4 separate regions of the Sus scrofa genome follow, and regions 1, 3 and 4 are each linked to region 2. The links are chromatin contacts, called in public HiChIP or PLAC-seq and promoter capture Hi-C maps. All regions are on one chromosome and are shown on one strand. The core of a region is the stretch at or near the end of the contact, and the rest is flanking DNA. Distances in the headings are between cores, read along the strand shown.

The links. Promoter capture Hi-C pulls out the DNA fragments that hold promoters and counts their contacts. HiChIP or PLAC-seq counts read pairs in DNA pulled down with a chosen protein or histone mark.
Region 1: an H3K27ac HiChIP or PLAC-seq map of alveolar macrophages shows a contact between it and region 2. The contact joins the promoter of PFDN2 here to the promoter of CFAP126 in region 2. A contact is called at or near these places in 1 of 47 Hi-C or Micro-C datasets (mesenteric adipose tissue) and 2 of 2 datasets of contacts at active chromatin or transcription factors (alveolar macrophages and skeletal muscle).
Region 3: an H3K27ac HiChIP or PLAC-seq map of alveolar macrophages shows a contact between it and region 2. The contact joins the promoter of PPOX here to the promoter of CFAP126 in region 2. A contact is called at or near these places in 1 of 47 Hi-C or Micro-C datasets (liver) and 2 of 2 datasets of contacts at active chromatin or transcription factors (alveolar macrophages and skeletal muscle).
Region 4: a promoter capture Hi-C map of liver shows a contact between it and region 2, with 5 times the contacts expected there. The contact joins the promoter of NDUFS2 here to the promoter of CFAP126 in region 2. A contact is called at or near these places in 3 of 5 promoter capture datasets (fetal skeletal muscle and liver), 1 of 47 Hi-C or Micro-C datasets (embryonic fibroblasts) and 2 of 2 datasets of contacts at active chromatin or transcription factors (alveolar macrophages and skeletal muscle).

The regions. Positions count from the first base shown.
Region 1 is chr4:89,325,252-89,328,515 of Sscrofa11.1, forward strand. It overlaps PFDN2 (prefoldin subunit 2), which reads left to right and starts at 1,530. Exons shown (of 4, transcript XM_001927323.6): 1 at 1,530-1,663. The coding sequence starts at 1,589. NIT1 (nitrilase homolog 1) reads right to left here and starts at 1,806. Exons shown (of 7, transcript XM_005663174.3): 1 at 1,466-1,806; 2 at 730-828; 3 at 219-473; 4 at 6-109. The coding sequence starts at 463.
Region 2 is chr4:89,106,445-89,109,475 of Sscrofa11.1, forward strand. CFAP126 (protein Flattop) reads left to right here and starts at 1,604. Exons shown (of 7, transcript XR_001308305.2): 1 at 1,604-1,818.
Region 3 is chr4:89,287,035-89,290,365 of Sscrofa11.1, forward strand. It overlaps PPOX (protoporphyrinogen oxidase), which reads right to left and starts at 1,891. Exons shown (of 13, transcript XR_002343378.1): 1 at 1,290-1,891; 2 at 754-848; 3 at 487-621; 4 at 236-351; 5 at 1-49. USP21 (ubiquitin carboxyl-terminal hydrolase 21) reads right to left here. Exons shown (of 13, transcript XM_001927782.6): 10 at 3,173-3,251; 11 at 2,836-2,943; 12 at 2,614-2,728; 13 at 2,022-2,394. The coding sequence ends at 2,304.
Region 4 is chr4:89,255,620-89,259,075 of Sscrofa11.1, forward strand. NDUFS2 (NADH dehydrogenase [ubiquinone] iron-sulfur protein 2, mitochondrial) reads right to left here and starts at 1,471. Exons shown (of 14, transcript XM_005663166.3): 1 at 1,329-1,471; 2 at 430-536. The coding sequence starts at 1,423.

The sequences.
Region 1 (3,264 bases), core at 280-2,779, 220 kb after region 2:
CTCACCCGTGTTGTTCAGAATCACATGACAATTGTAGATTTTCTGAGTCTGCTCCCAGTCTTGGCCACGCTCATGGAAACCACCCAAGGACAGCCAGAGTCCACATTCCCTGAGGGGGAGGGGACACTGACAACTCTTCTCAAGTCTCTACCCTCATATCTGGCAATTCCGATATTACCCAAAAAGAAACTACCTCTCCCTCCCCCTTTCCCTGATACCTGGCAAGCTGGGTATATTCTCCCAAAAGTTTCCCACCCAGTGGCTCAGACAGGCGTAGCGTCTCTTCAGGGTCCCTTCCAATGAAGTCAAATGCCTCAGGCAGGAAAGCCAGGCAAGCGCCCAGTCTGGCAGCCTCTCGAACCAGCTCAGCACATGTTTTAAAGTTCTGCTGCTTGTCCGGTGTGGATGTTACCTGGCACACAGCCACGAGGGGCAAGTCCCAGGAGGAAGAGGAAATAGCCATGGATCTGGGTCTGTGAATGGCACAGGCAAGACTCAGATTTCCTAGAGTGGGGAAGCCCGAGTTTAATGATAAGGGGCTTAAAGGGGGAGGCAGGAAAGCTAGACTTCCCTTTAAACCTGCTCTTACAAGGCACAATGATCCATGCAATAAGGACCCACTGATCAAATGTTCTGTGAGTGGCTGGCACCCCAATGTTTCCCAACATCTATTCATTTATTGAGCATCTACTATGTGCCAGGCACTGAGGACACAACAAAACATGTTACCTGGGCTGAGCACAAAGTATTGAGAGTCGAAGTATCCGGAGCCGAGGACCCAAAAGAAGGGACAGGAGCTGGTGAGGAGGCCTGATGATGAAGCCCAGCCTGAAGAAGGTGAGAAATCAGGACACCAACCCCACCATCAAGCAATACATTTCTAAGATCCTTTGGTTTCTCTCTTCATACTGTGAGGCTGAATCTGGGCACCACCGGTAAAAACCCCTAAGTCTTTAAGACACTCGTTAACTATGGTTAATCACGGCTACCGGAAGAGAGCACAAAGTGGGAAAATCGAGGAAAGGGCTCTGCGCAGCATTCGAATATCTCGACTTCCAGTGATCTCACATTAAACTGAAGTCCTTTTTCTCAGCCAAACGTTTCCGCAGTTCAAAAGTCATCCTCGAGATATTTCCTTGATTTTCCCAGCCTCTCTTATTGACTGTGCACCTGCACAGTTTTACTGACTCAAAGCATATTTTCCCCCTTCCACCAGAATCTCTGAGAAGTTCACCCTACCCCACCCCGCCGCCCGTGCCTCACCACCCGCTGTGTGGGCAGAGGGCACTGGCACCCAGATCCCAACCCGCGCCCCGCTCTCCAGTTAACCCATCTGGAGACTCTCTCAGGGGCAGCGTCTCTGTTGCACAAGATAAAGCACCACAGGTGTAATTCACCGCGGCGGGCGGGCTAGGTAGCAGGTCCTACATGAAGGCACGGCCAAAACCATTAACAGGATCCGAACCGAACAGGGGCCTGGAAGAAGAGGAGCCTGGCGCCGGGGGCGAGTGGGCGGTAACTCCGAGACCGGACGTGACGCAAGGCGGGGGCCGAGCTGCGCAGGCCGGAAGCTCAGCAGGCGGTGAAGATGGCGGAGAGCAGCAGTCGCGCCGGCAAGAGCAGCGGGAGCGGCGCGGGGAAGGGGGCGGTGTCAGCCGAGCAGGTGAGGAGCTGGGAATGCGAAGGAGGGCAACCCGGCCGGGTCCGGAGTCGATGCGAGAAGAGGGGAGAAGCCTATGGTTGGTGTACGCCTTTACTATAGTCGCACATTTGCGTGGCCACCCAGAGAGGGGAAGGTCCTTGTAGAAGCTAGCCGAGCCCTTGGGGAGAGATAGGCGGATTGGTAGGTGAAAGCCACGCCCCCTTGGGGGTGTTGGGTGAGCCGAGGGGTGGGAGGGAGGAAGCTCTAGGGAAGCAGAGTCTGGGAGGTTGCACAGGTCTGAGGGAAGAAGGGTGGTCACTTTCCCCACTTTGCCTCCGCACTCTCAAACAGGCTGTGGGTGAGCAAGGCCAGTTCATAAGGAATCCCAGGGAGTTAGTCAACGGGTTGATTGTGTAGTCTGTTACGTGACCCTGAAACCACGTTTAAAACCGTCGTCACTCCGCAGAGCCACGTGACTCACATACGCGAATAGTCTAGTGTTCCATACTATTTTGATTCGGGAGTCATTATTGCACTGAATTTATTTAGAGACCAGAAATCCTTTACTAATCCGAGCTTACATTTCCCCAGTGCCTAGCATCCGGAAACGATTGAAAAATAATCAGAAAGCCCTTTGTTGCTTGGGAATCATGATTTACTAATAGTGGATCTAGTGTTTACTTGGAGTGGGAAGAAATCTGCGTAACAGAAAGGAAAACGTAGTTAAAACAACAGCTTTTTTGGTTATAGGTTCATTTATCAGTTATTTGTTAAACAGTTACTGTAGCAGAGGTATCTGCATAAAGATTTTAAAAATTGACCCGTGCAATCAGAGTTCATAGTCTGGAGGGGAAAATGCTAGTATGAGGTAGAAGAGAGATATACAGCCCTATGGGATTTGGGGGAAGGGGGAAGAGAAAATTCCTCTTAGGGGGAAAAAGGCAAGGGAGAAGGAACCTAATACTTTTTGAGGGTCTGCCGTGTGTTAGACATTCTGCTGGGTATGGGGAAACATAAATGAAATACGGCCTTGTAACCTTGTTTTCAGGTTAGCTCACAGACTCATTTGCAAAAAGAAACCAAACATTAAGCTTTACAGTGTTCTTCACAGGGCTTTTTCTTCTTTTTTAAAATTATAGTTGATTTACAATGTTTTACCAGTTTCTGCTGCACAGCAAAGTGACTCAGTGGTACCTATAGGTACATTCTTTTTAAAAATATTATTTTCCATCATGGTCTATCCCAGGAGATTGCATATATCCATTCTAAATGTAATAGTTTGCATATACTAACCCCAAGCTGCCAGTCTATCCCACTCCCTCCCCTCTCCCCCTTGGCAACCACAGGTCTGTTCTCTGTGTCCTCACTGGGCCTTCTGCTAGAGGAGGGACCCCTAACTAACTAAGCAGGAGATTGAGATTGGGGATTGGGTGGTAAAGGGAAGTGTGGAAAAGTGGGGTGGCTAAGAGTGTAAGGAGTGCAATGGGTTCAGACAGATCTGTGTTTGAATTACATTTCTACCTTTCACTGTTACTTTCAGATTAGAGAATTATGAGTTTATGGATAGTGGACAAAGCCATGGTTGTGGAGGAAATCCTCTAGAGTTTGCACAGAAAGTGAAC
Region 2 (3,031 bases), core at 354-2,853:
GATCAAACCTACAACCTCATGGTTCCTACTTGGATTGTTTTCACTGCACCCGGATAGAAACTCAGGGAACTCCTGTTTTTTATTCTAGCAGTTGTTTCCCCCTTCCAGTTTTATTGAGATATAATTGACATATAGCATTGTATAAATTTAAGGTGTACAGCATAATGATTGACTTACATCATGATTACCAAAATAAATGTAGTGAACACCCATTATCTCATATAGATATGAAATAAGATTTAAACATATATACACACACACACACACACACACACACACTTTTTTTTTTTTTTCTTTTCTGGCTGCCCCACAGCATATGGAGTTCCCAGTGCGAGGGATCAGATCTGAACTGCAGTTGCCAACTACTCTAGGCTGCAGCTACAGCTGTGGCAACTCCAGATCCTTTAACCCACAGTGCTATAGAGGGGGAATGGAACCTGCATCCTGGCACTGCAGAGATAATATCAATCGCAGTTCACAGCAGGAACCCTTTTTTTATTTTTTATTTTCTATCCCTCCTTTATTTCTCTGCCCCCACCCCTCTCTCCCTCAACCATCTGTTTGTGTTCTCTGTATGAATTTATATTTATATAAATTCATATTTAATTATATTCTATGTGAATTTATATTTTTATCACTTTTATATACTACCTTTTCAAAAACAATCCGTTTGTTTGTTTTGTTTTCTTTTTCAGCTGCATCCCCTGTGTATGGAAGTTCCTGGGCCAGGGATCCAATCTGAGCCGCAGCTGAGATCTACACCACAGATGCGGTAATGCAGGATCTTAACCAGCTGCAGCAGGTCTGGGAATAGAACCCCACATCAGCAGCGATCCAACTCTCTCGCAGAGACAACCCGATCCTTACTCTGCTGCTCCTCAAATGTTTTTACGGTTAAAAAAGAGAGAATTATCGTCATGGCACAGCAGAAAAGAATCCGACTAGGAACCATGAGGTTTCGGATTCAATCCCTGGCCTCGCTCAGTGGGTTAAGGATCGGGCGTTGCCGTGCGCTGTGGTGTAGGTCGCAGACGCAGCTTTGATCCCGAATGGCTGTGGCCCTGGCATAGGCTGGCGGCTACAGCTGCGATTGGACCCCTAGCCTGGGAACCTCCATATGCCGCAGGTGCGGCCCTAAACAAACAAACAAACAAACAAAAAAACATTGAGTAAACAGAAATGAGACGTGTATGTGGCATAATTTTAACTGAAAGTGTCAGAGCAATACAAACTGGAGTGGGGAGACAACTTGGAGCATGGTTGAAAAGAAAGACGCATTATCAAAAGAGCTGTCTAGTTATATAAAGGTGAGATTATAAATTTTCATTACAAAGACAAAACATGGACACATTAATGAAATGATAAAAACGCGCACTTCAAAATTAATTCGTTGCGTGGTGATTTCGCCTTCTTATTCCTGGGAGCGTCCAGGGGGCACCGAACCCCCACTTCCTCCGTTTCCGCAGGCTCCCAGGGCCACCATCGGGGCAGTGACCGAGCGAAAGCAGTTGCGCAGGAACCCCCAGACAGACCTGAAATCTGGGCCCATGGGCCAAGCGCGCTGACGTAGAGCCTGTCTCTAGGACACGAATTCTGCGCAAAGGCCAACTTCAGCGTCTTAACGGTGCAAACAGAGAATCCTAATACAAGGCCTGAAGCCTGGAGAAAAGGCGCGGCAGGCTTTCCCGGAAGTCTGAGGAGGCGGATTAGCCTCCGCCCTCCGACATCCCGCCCCGCGCTCGCCTACTCCGCCCAGCTTCTCGTCCGCGCGCCGCCTTCGATTCTCGCCTGCAAGTGTCGGGCCTTCCCCGTCATCAGGTTTGCGAACGGCCCCGCCCGCTGGTTTGTCTTGGCCACCTCGGTTGGGAACCTTCCCGCAAATCAGGCCTGAGTCAGGACCGGAAGCCTGTGAAGTGCTGATCGGTTCCCGACAGTGAGAGCACGAAGTCACGGTACCCATTTGGTGGGAGGGAAGTGGAGCACCGCCCAAGAAGCCTCCGGTTGGCATCTGGGGCTGGGCACCAGGAGCTGGAAATGACCCGGCCTTACTCCGAGGCGAGTGGTGATCCCATAGATCTGAACACCTCATAGCTCTGTGCGTGTTCCAGCTGGGTCGTGTTCACTCCAGGTCCTGATCTCCTCTCTGATCCTCTCATACCAACTATAGGCGTGCTGTTTAAAAGTGTTCTTATGGATGTGTCAACCAGGAAAACTCTGGTTCAACGGAGTTCAGCAGTTCTCTAATTAAATAGGTTTTGGGGTCTTTAATTTGCTAATATAAAAAAAAATGCTAATATACATTTTTTGGTCTTTTTTAAATTGAAGTGTAGTTGACTTACAATGTTGTGTTAATTTCTGCTACATAGCAAAGTGATTCAGTTATACATAATATAATCTTTCTCATATTCTTTTCCATTATGATTTACTACAAGGATATTGAATATAGTTCCCTGTGCTGTACAGCAAATTCTTGTTGTCTAGTTTATACATAATAAGCTTGTATCTGCTAATTCTATAGTCCTAATTTATCCCTCTACTACCCCCTTTCCACTTTGGTAACCATAAGTTTGGAGGTGTTTGTTTATATTTCTTTGTTTTGGGCATGCCCTCGGCATGCCTGGGTTCCTGATCCAGGATCAAACCTATGCCACAGAAGTGATGAGAGCCACAGCAGTGACAATGCCAAATCCTTAACCTGCTGAGCCACCAGGGAACTCTCCCAAAGTTTGCTTTCTCTGGAAGTTTTTTTCTGTGTTTCATAAATAGTTCATTTGTGTCATATTTGAGATTCCACATATAAATGACATCATATAGTTTTGCCTTTTTCTGACTTACTTCACTTAATACTCTCTAGGTCCATCCATGTTGTTGCAAATGGCATTATTTCATTTTTTTATTTGGCTGAGTAGTAGTCTAGGGTGTATCTATACCACATCTTCTTTGTTAATTCCTTTCCCAGTGGGTATTTAGGTTGCTTCAATCTTGGCTATTGTAAATAGTCCTGCTGTGAAAATTGGGATGCTTGTATCTT
Region 3 (3,331 bases), core at 641-3,140, 180 kb after region 2:
AGCCCAAAACAGAGGTTTGGAGAAGGGAGGTGAACGGCAGAATAGCCCCCTGCATGGAGAAGCCATAGTGAAAAGCAAGCTCTGATTTACCACCCCAGCTCCAGAAGGTCATTTCCATTCCTTTGGTCCCTTTAGCTGGGAGGGCTGACAGTCTGGGAGGTGAGGAAATGGACGAGATGTGAGGTTTGGGGCGGGGGGAAGTAGAAGGAGGGCAGTAAGGAGGTGGTAGTGTTACCTGAAGCCAGAGGGCAGGGGATGCAGGGCACCATCTACATACAGGAACCTGTTCTTGGAAGCTGGATGGTCTCCCCGGACAGGTAACACTTCTGAGTCCAAACCAAGCTCAGAAACCTGCTCTCCACATGATCCCAAGAAGAGAAGAAACTAGGGAAATGACTGACCACCAAAGCTACTTCCTTCCCTTGACACTACGCTCTAGTGAAGGCCCCTCCACAGCCTCTCCTAGGCGTTCCACAAGCCGCTCACCATGAGCAGGGTCCGGGCTCCCAGGGCTCCAGCAGGCCGAATTCCTCGAGGTCCAAGTTCAAAAACAGCACCATCTGGCCCTCGTATTGAGCGGATCCAGCCGCCTAGGCGCTCGCTGCCCTCCACCAAGACCACCTGGGGACAAATCAGAAACACACTGCAGCGGGGTAAAGGATCAGGAGGCGAAAGGGTCAGCGCATTACCTCGTGCTGGAAATGGGAGAGGAATATTAAAGGAAGCTCCCTCCGGGTCGGTGGAGGCACTCACCTTGGGGGGACAAGGGGCCCGGCTCAGATGGTAACTGGCGGCCAGGCCGCTGATGCCTCCACCCAGCACGACCACGGTCCGGCCCATGGGGAAGCCTAGGGTAGAGAAGGCGATATGGACAGGCTGACCAGAAGCACCCTGTTCTCCAGACACCCTGCGGGTTCCGCATTCCATCCTCGGCCATTCATTGCTTTAGGGGAAACTAAGGGCTCGGGGATGGGGTGGTGGAACTGTGAGGTCCCCGCCCAGGGCCTCGGACTCACCCACGAGAGGGACAAGAAAAATGAGGGGAGGAGGAGGTAGAGGTCTCAAGACATCACCCAGCCGGCTCCGCGGGGAAGTGGATAAGGGCCACACCCACGCTATCTGCCAGCACAGGGCTGGGGGCACCGACTGGCCGCCAGGGCTAAGAAGCGCGTTTTCTCTCCCACCCCTCGCTAGGCCTAGTGTTTTCAGTCCGCGGCCTCCGCCCCCAAGATTTTCGGTCTCTCCGACTCTCCGTCCACACTATTCTCGCGGCACGATCCTAACCTTACCTTTCCTGCTCCCGGATTGGTGGGTTCTGGAAGGCCCCGGATCACATTCACCAATGAAAACACTGAACCGGCAGCGACTCCTCCTCCCTCAGAGGCGGTGGGGCAACCCTTGTAGAAGGCCGGGGAGCTGGAGGTTAACCGGTTCGGTGCCAGGTTGGAGAGAGCGGCCATATTCGGTACTGCCCTCCCCTCAGGGCTGGAGCGGCAAGAGCAGAATCCTGGTTAACATTCCCCAGCTCAAGTTTGCCAGGTCCAGCTAGGGTTGGAACCCTGGAGGAAGGTCCTCATGAGTCTTGGTTGTAGGGAGAGTAGACAGGGACACTGGAGGCTGGTCCCCGGGGAGGTGGCTCCATAAACAGCTCCTTGATGTTAGCAACAGCCTGGGCCTACGGGAGCTAGGGCGCCCCGGCAACGTACCGTGTTTGTCAACAGGGGTCCTTGGGTGCTTTGCTCTCGCGGGGCAGGCCCCTACGCCGGCAAACCCCGTCGACCCAGTGCCTGCACTCTGGATCCAGGCCTCCCTGCAGCCTTCATTTCCTCCCAATGTAAACCTTCACCGCTTTGGCAAACTTGGGCATCAACGCGTCCCGATCCTGCATCCCCATCCCCACCCTCAGCCTCACGGCTCCGAGCGCCCCCCATCGTTTAGAAAGGGAACTGAGTGCCAGGAAAACTACCCATTCGGCCCAGTTCTATATCTCCACTCGCTAGGCACAAATACAAAGAACATCATTTTTTTTCTTAATAAATTTATTCACAAAAAAGTGAGACTGCAGAGGGTGTGGGGACTGTACACGGGCAGGGCCTAGGGAGCTCTGTACATGGGGCTGGGAGACAAGGGAGCCTCCAGGTGGAAGGGTACTTTTTAATAAAAAAAATAATAGGAGGTACAACCACCCCCTCCCCCCTCCCCGATTAAAAAGACACAAAAATAGACGTCTCTGAGGTAAATGGGGAGCCTGGGGCTTAAGGGTGTTGAAAGGATTTCACAGGTGCCAGGGATTAAAAGGGAGGTCACAGGCACCGGGGTGGCTCCTGCATCAGTTGGTAGAACAGCACGTAGCCCTCACTGGATGCCACCTGGTTTTCACTGACAGGGGAGACACTAGGAAGAAGGGAGATGGGGAAGGAGGTGTGATCTTTCCTGTATAGACCCTCCTCCCCACAAGATCAACATCACAGTATCCGGGTGGTGCCTAGGAAAGACACCGCCCCCACACCCCCAATCCCACATCTCCTTTCAGTAGGCACTGTCTCCTGGGGCTTCTTCATACTGGGGAAAGGTGTCAAGGCTGCAGCAGGAATGGGGCAAGGCTGTTCTCACCGAGAGTCATTGTAGACATGCCAACCAGTCTGGCACCGGCACAGGGCTGTGTAGTGGCCATAGTGGACGCTGCCCGAGTGGTTGCAAAGGGCATACAGCTGATATATGGGGCTTCCTTCAGGGTTAGAGATGACCAAATTCTATAGTTAGAGCTGTGCCCTGCTCCGCCATTCTCTCCCTCCCCTTCATGGAACTCCTCAGGACCCTCCTTCCCAGACTCACCGGCTTTGTCACTGGCAAAGTCCCCTAGGCTCAGTCGCTGCAGTGGGAAGTCTACACCTACTGAACTTTTCTTAATGGAGCCTCGGGAGGCAGAAAATCGATTAAGATCTAAGTTCTGGTTAAGGAGAATTTGGGAGGCAGAGGGCCTCTGAGGGGGCTGGGGAACTGAATGTTGTCTACTCCCCTCCCTGAACACACACTGGGAGCACAGGAGGGAAAGATGGAGTGGCAGCCTTTTCCTAAGGCAAACCGAATCCCCAAATGTCCAGCCTCTGCAAACTTGGAGAATGAGGAAAAAGAATGAATGGGAGAAATAAGAATTTGAAGATTAGGATACGGAGCACGAGGATTCGGGGGAATCTTTGTACTGTCAACTTTTTAGTACTTCGTGTTTTCTGCCGACATCGGTCACACACCTGAATAAATGTCAAATAATGTTATAAGGTTAATGTGCTCCTCACCTCCGTTGTCTTTTCCAATACCCTGACTCACATAA
Region 4 (3,456 bases), core at 221-2,720, 150 kb after region 2:
CTGCAGCTGATTCGAACCCTAGCCCAGGAACTTCCATATAAGGAAAAAAAAAATCATGAGGAAGAGCTAGTTTTGATGGGGAAAAATGTATTGTATTCCGTCGGGTTCCATTTGGGTGCCAGTGGGAAAATCACCTTGTCTAGAGGGAGGTGTCTAGGGGAGACTGAACCTCTGGAAAAAGGTGAAGCTAAAGATACAGATTTGGTAGGAACCTTCAAGGGTTTGATGGGACCTATTTGTTCTTTTCTCCTGAAATGTCATATTTGACAAATAACTTCTATTATCACTCTTACCATGTTTGCTGAGTTGCGAGGTTAAAGTAAAAAGGACTGGGGCTAAAATTTGCCTAAAACAGAGCTCAAAAGCACTTACGCGTCAGCTTGGGGACAGAGAGGGGTATGGGTTGAGACTGTGGCTCTGGGCACTTACCATTCCAAGGTGGAGGTTTCCAGTGGGCTGTTTCCTTAGTGGGGTACATGACAGCTCCCCCAAACTGCTCTGCCCATTCCACATCTGGCTGCCATTGCCGAGCCCCTCTGGAGAGGTAATAACAGATCCTAGACAAAGGGCCTGACAGGTGCTTGGTTCCTCTGTTCCCATCACTTTCAAGTGGGCCCAGGGAAGGGTGTCTTGGATTCTTCAATGCCAAGTCACTGGCAAAGAGTTATGTAGCTTTGGCAGAGCAAGCTGGAACTCCAGAGATTCTACTCTTACTAAAAACTTATTCCCAGAATCACTTCACCCATAATCCCTGTGCATGCAAAGTTAGGGTTCCCAGCTCCTTTAAATTCTGGCCATATTCATATTCCCATCCTGGTAAAAATGGTGTTTATTCAAGGTCAACCAAAGAGTAGGAATAGAAAGGGGGGTAGGGCATGCTGGCTCCTTGGCTCTGTTCAAGTATGGTGAGAGTGATGCACTGGTGCCAACCCGCGGTTCTTGGTTTATGCTACTCCTTTAAGACCATCAGAGGTGCTTTCCTCTTCTTCCACAGCACCTAAGGAGCCTTCTCACCAGTCGCAGCCCACCCCTGATGGGGTTTGCGAAAAGCAGTAGCACAAAAAGGGGAGAGTGACATTATCACTAACGCTGAAGGGCAGAGTCTCCCTCCAACTGATTTCACTCCTGGCACACGGAGCTCAAGACTCTCTTTCCTCCCTCGGACAGAACAGGTGCCGCTGGATCCTGGAGCCCGAGAGAGCAGGCCTGGGCGAAGGGTCACGGGCCTGGGTCATTCTTTCCTAAGGGGTCACAGGGCCCGCGGACTCCCCAAACTCGGGAAACCCTAGCCCTGGGGACGGCGTATCGAGGGCTTCCCTTGGTCTCACCTGCTAGGCTGAATCGGTAGTCGGGCCCCAGCCCCGGGCCGCAGCACCTGGGCCGCGACGCCCCGGAGGCTGCACAGTGCTCTGAGCGCCGCCATCTTGCCCCGCCACAGACTGCGGAAAGGAGAACCGGGCGGAAGTGCTTCGCGCGCGCCTCCTCGTGGGCTTCTCGCCCATTCGCACAACGCAGCGGCCCTCTTGGAAGCTGGCGGGGTCGCAGGACAGCCAACCTGAGGACATCCGGGTTCTGCACCTGGGCTTCATTTTCGCCTAAATACCCATGGCTGAGGACGATGCTTTCCACCTCTCCTGACTGGCCCTTCTAAGTTCCAGCCGCGGGCTATAGCTCCCTCTATGCTCCCTCGCCAATCTGTCTGCGCGCCTCGGAAAGTGCCCTACCTCCCTCCCGGGGCTGGGCACACACTCTCTTAGGGGCTCTTACCCTCTCCCCTCCTGGGCTGCCTAGCTGCTGTAGCCCTACCCTTCTGGGGTTGCTCCAGGCTTTGCCAATTCCCTCCCTAGCCCCGAATCCAAAGGACTTGGAGCAAAAAAAGCCAGCCAATTTCCAGATGGCCTAAATGGGTTAGGGGAAAGGGGCTCCAGTAGGGCTGGGCGGGTCTGAGAGCTCTGGCCAAACCAAAATGAAAAAAGAGTAGGACGCCAAGGCCACTAGCATTGGAATGGGCTGCTGGAGTGTGTAGGAGCCACCTCACCCCAGCTGAGGAGGGGAGGTCCCTTATGGGTGATCCTGACATCTGCAGGGCTTCCAGAAGCTCCAGAATTACAGACCCAGGAAGTGCCCTTAGCGATGCCTCATACCTGACTTCTATCCCAGTCAGACTCTTTTACCTCACATCTTTCTGACTCAGTCTCAGTCCTGGCCAAGAGCATAGAAAAGTAGTACCACCAGCAGTCTGATCCCAATTCTATGTGGAAGAGACAAAGAAGAGTTTTCCAACTTTGGAGCAGGTTCCTGTTCTTTCTGCTTCCAAAGCCAGCTCCGGCTGGGCCACCCATTGAGTTCTGCACATCCCTCCCACTTGGGGCCTGGAAAGAGGCCTTCCCGAGATCTCCCCGAGACAGCGTCCCTGGGCCACAGCCCACCAGCAGTGCAGCAGTGTAGCAGGGTGAGGCAAACAGGCCAGGAGAATGGCAGAGACAGGGAATTCTTAGCTACACGGAAAGGGGAAAGCCAGACTTCCAGCCTGGGAGTTGACCTAATGGGAACTGTACCAAAGGGTGGGGCCATATCCCTGGCTGTGAGAACTGACTGGGACCTGGGCAGACTGGCAGACCCCATAGAGCCAGGCAGAGGCTCTTCGTCTCTGCCTCCCTCATTCCCCACCCTCTCCCTGGGCCTTCTTTCCCTATATAGCTAAAACAATGAATGTGGTGATCGTGAGAGAGGACAATGTGGGGGACTGCATTTATTTGCCCTAATCCAGCCTAGAAGTCAGGGTAGACTCTGGGCTGCTCGGCCCTGGGGGCAACTGGAGTTGGAACTAGGGTGAGGGATCCTGGGGCGGGGGGGCTGCCTAGGACACTGCATCTTTTGTGCCTGTTCCCTGCTGCCAATACCCCCCACACACACTGCTGCTATGACTCTAAGGCCCTTTGTCTCTCACTGCTTAGTCACCCCCTTTGTCCTCATTTCAGATCGGGGGGGTGGGGTGGAAAGGGGCAGTAAGAGTCCTCTGGTGATAGCTCCTCTTGCCCCTGCCCCTTCTGGTCTCCCATCCTTTGTCTGACTCCTACAGCACCAACCCCCTCCACTGAGGACCAAGGTCAGGGCACGTAGCAGGTCAAGAAGTGGATCTGGCAGTCAGAAAGGGGTGGGTGATACAGGAATTGATGGGCACCAGGGCAGGTATTAGAGACTTGAACAGGAAGGGAGTAGATAAGGAAGTATTCTGGCGGATGTGATGTGGTAGACAGGAGGTGACAAGGCAGAGAGTGAATAGAGGAATGGGGGCAGGGGCAGGTGGTCCACCTCTGGGAAAGGAAAGTGCTGAGTATACTCTCCTTCCTGGGGATATCCTGGGGAAAGGAGTGGCCATAGCATGGGGTGAGCGGAAATTGCCCCTACTTCTGAACCCTTTGCTTCCTTGCCTTGAGAGTCCAGCCCCAAGAC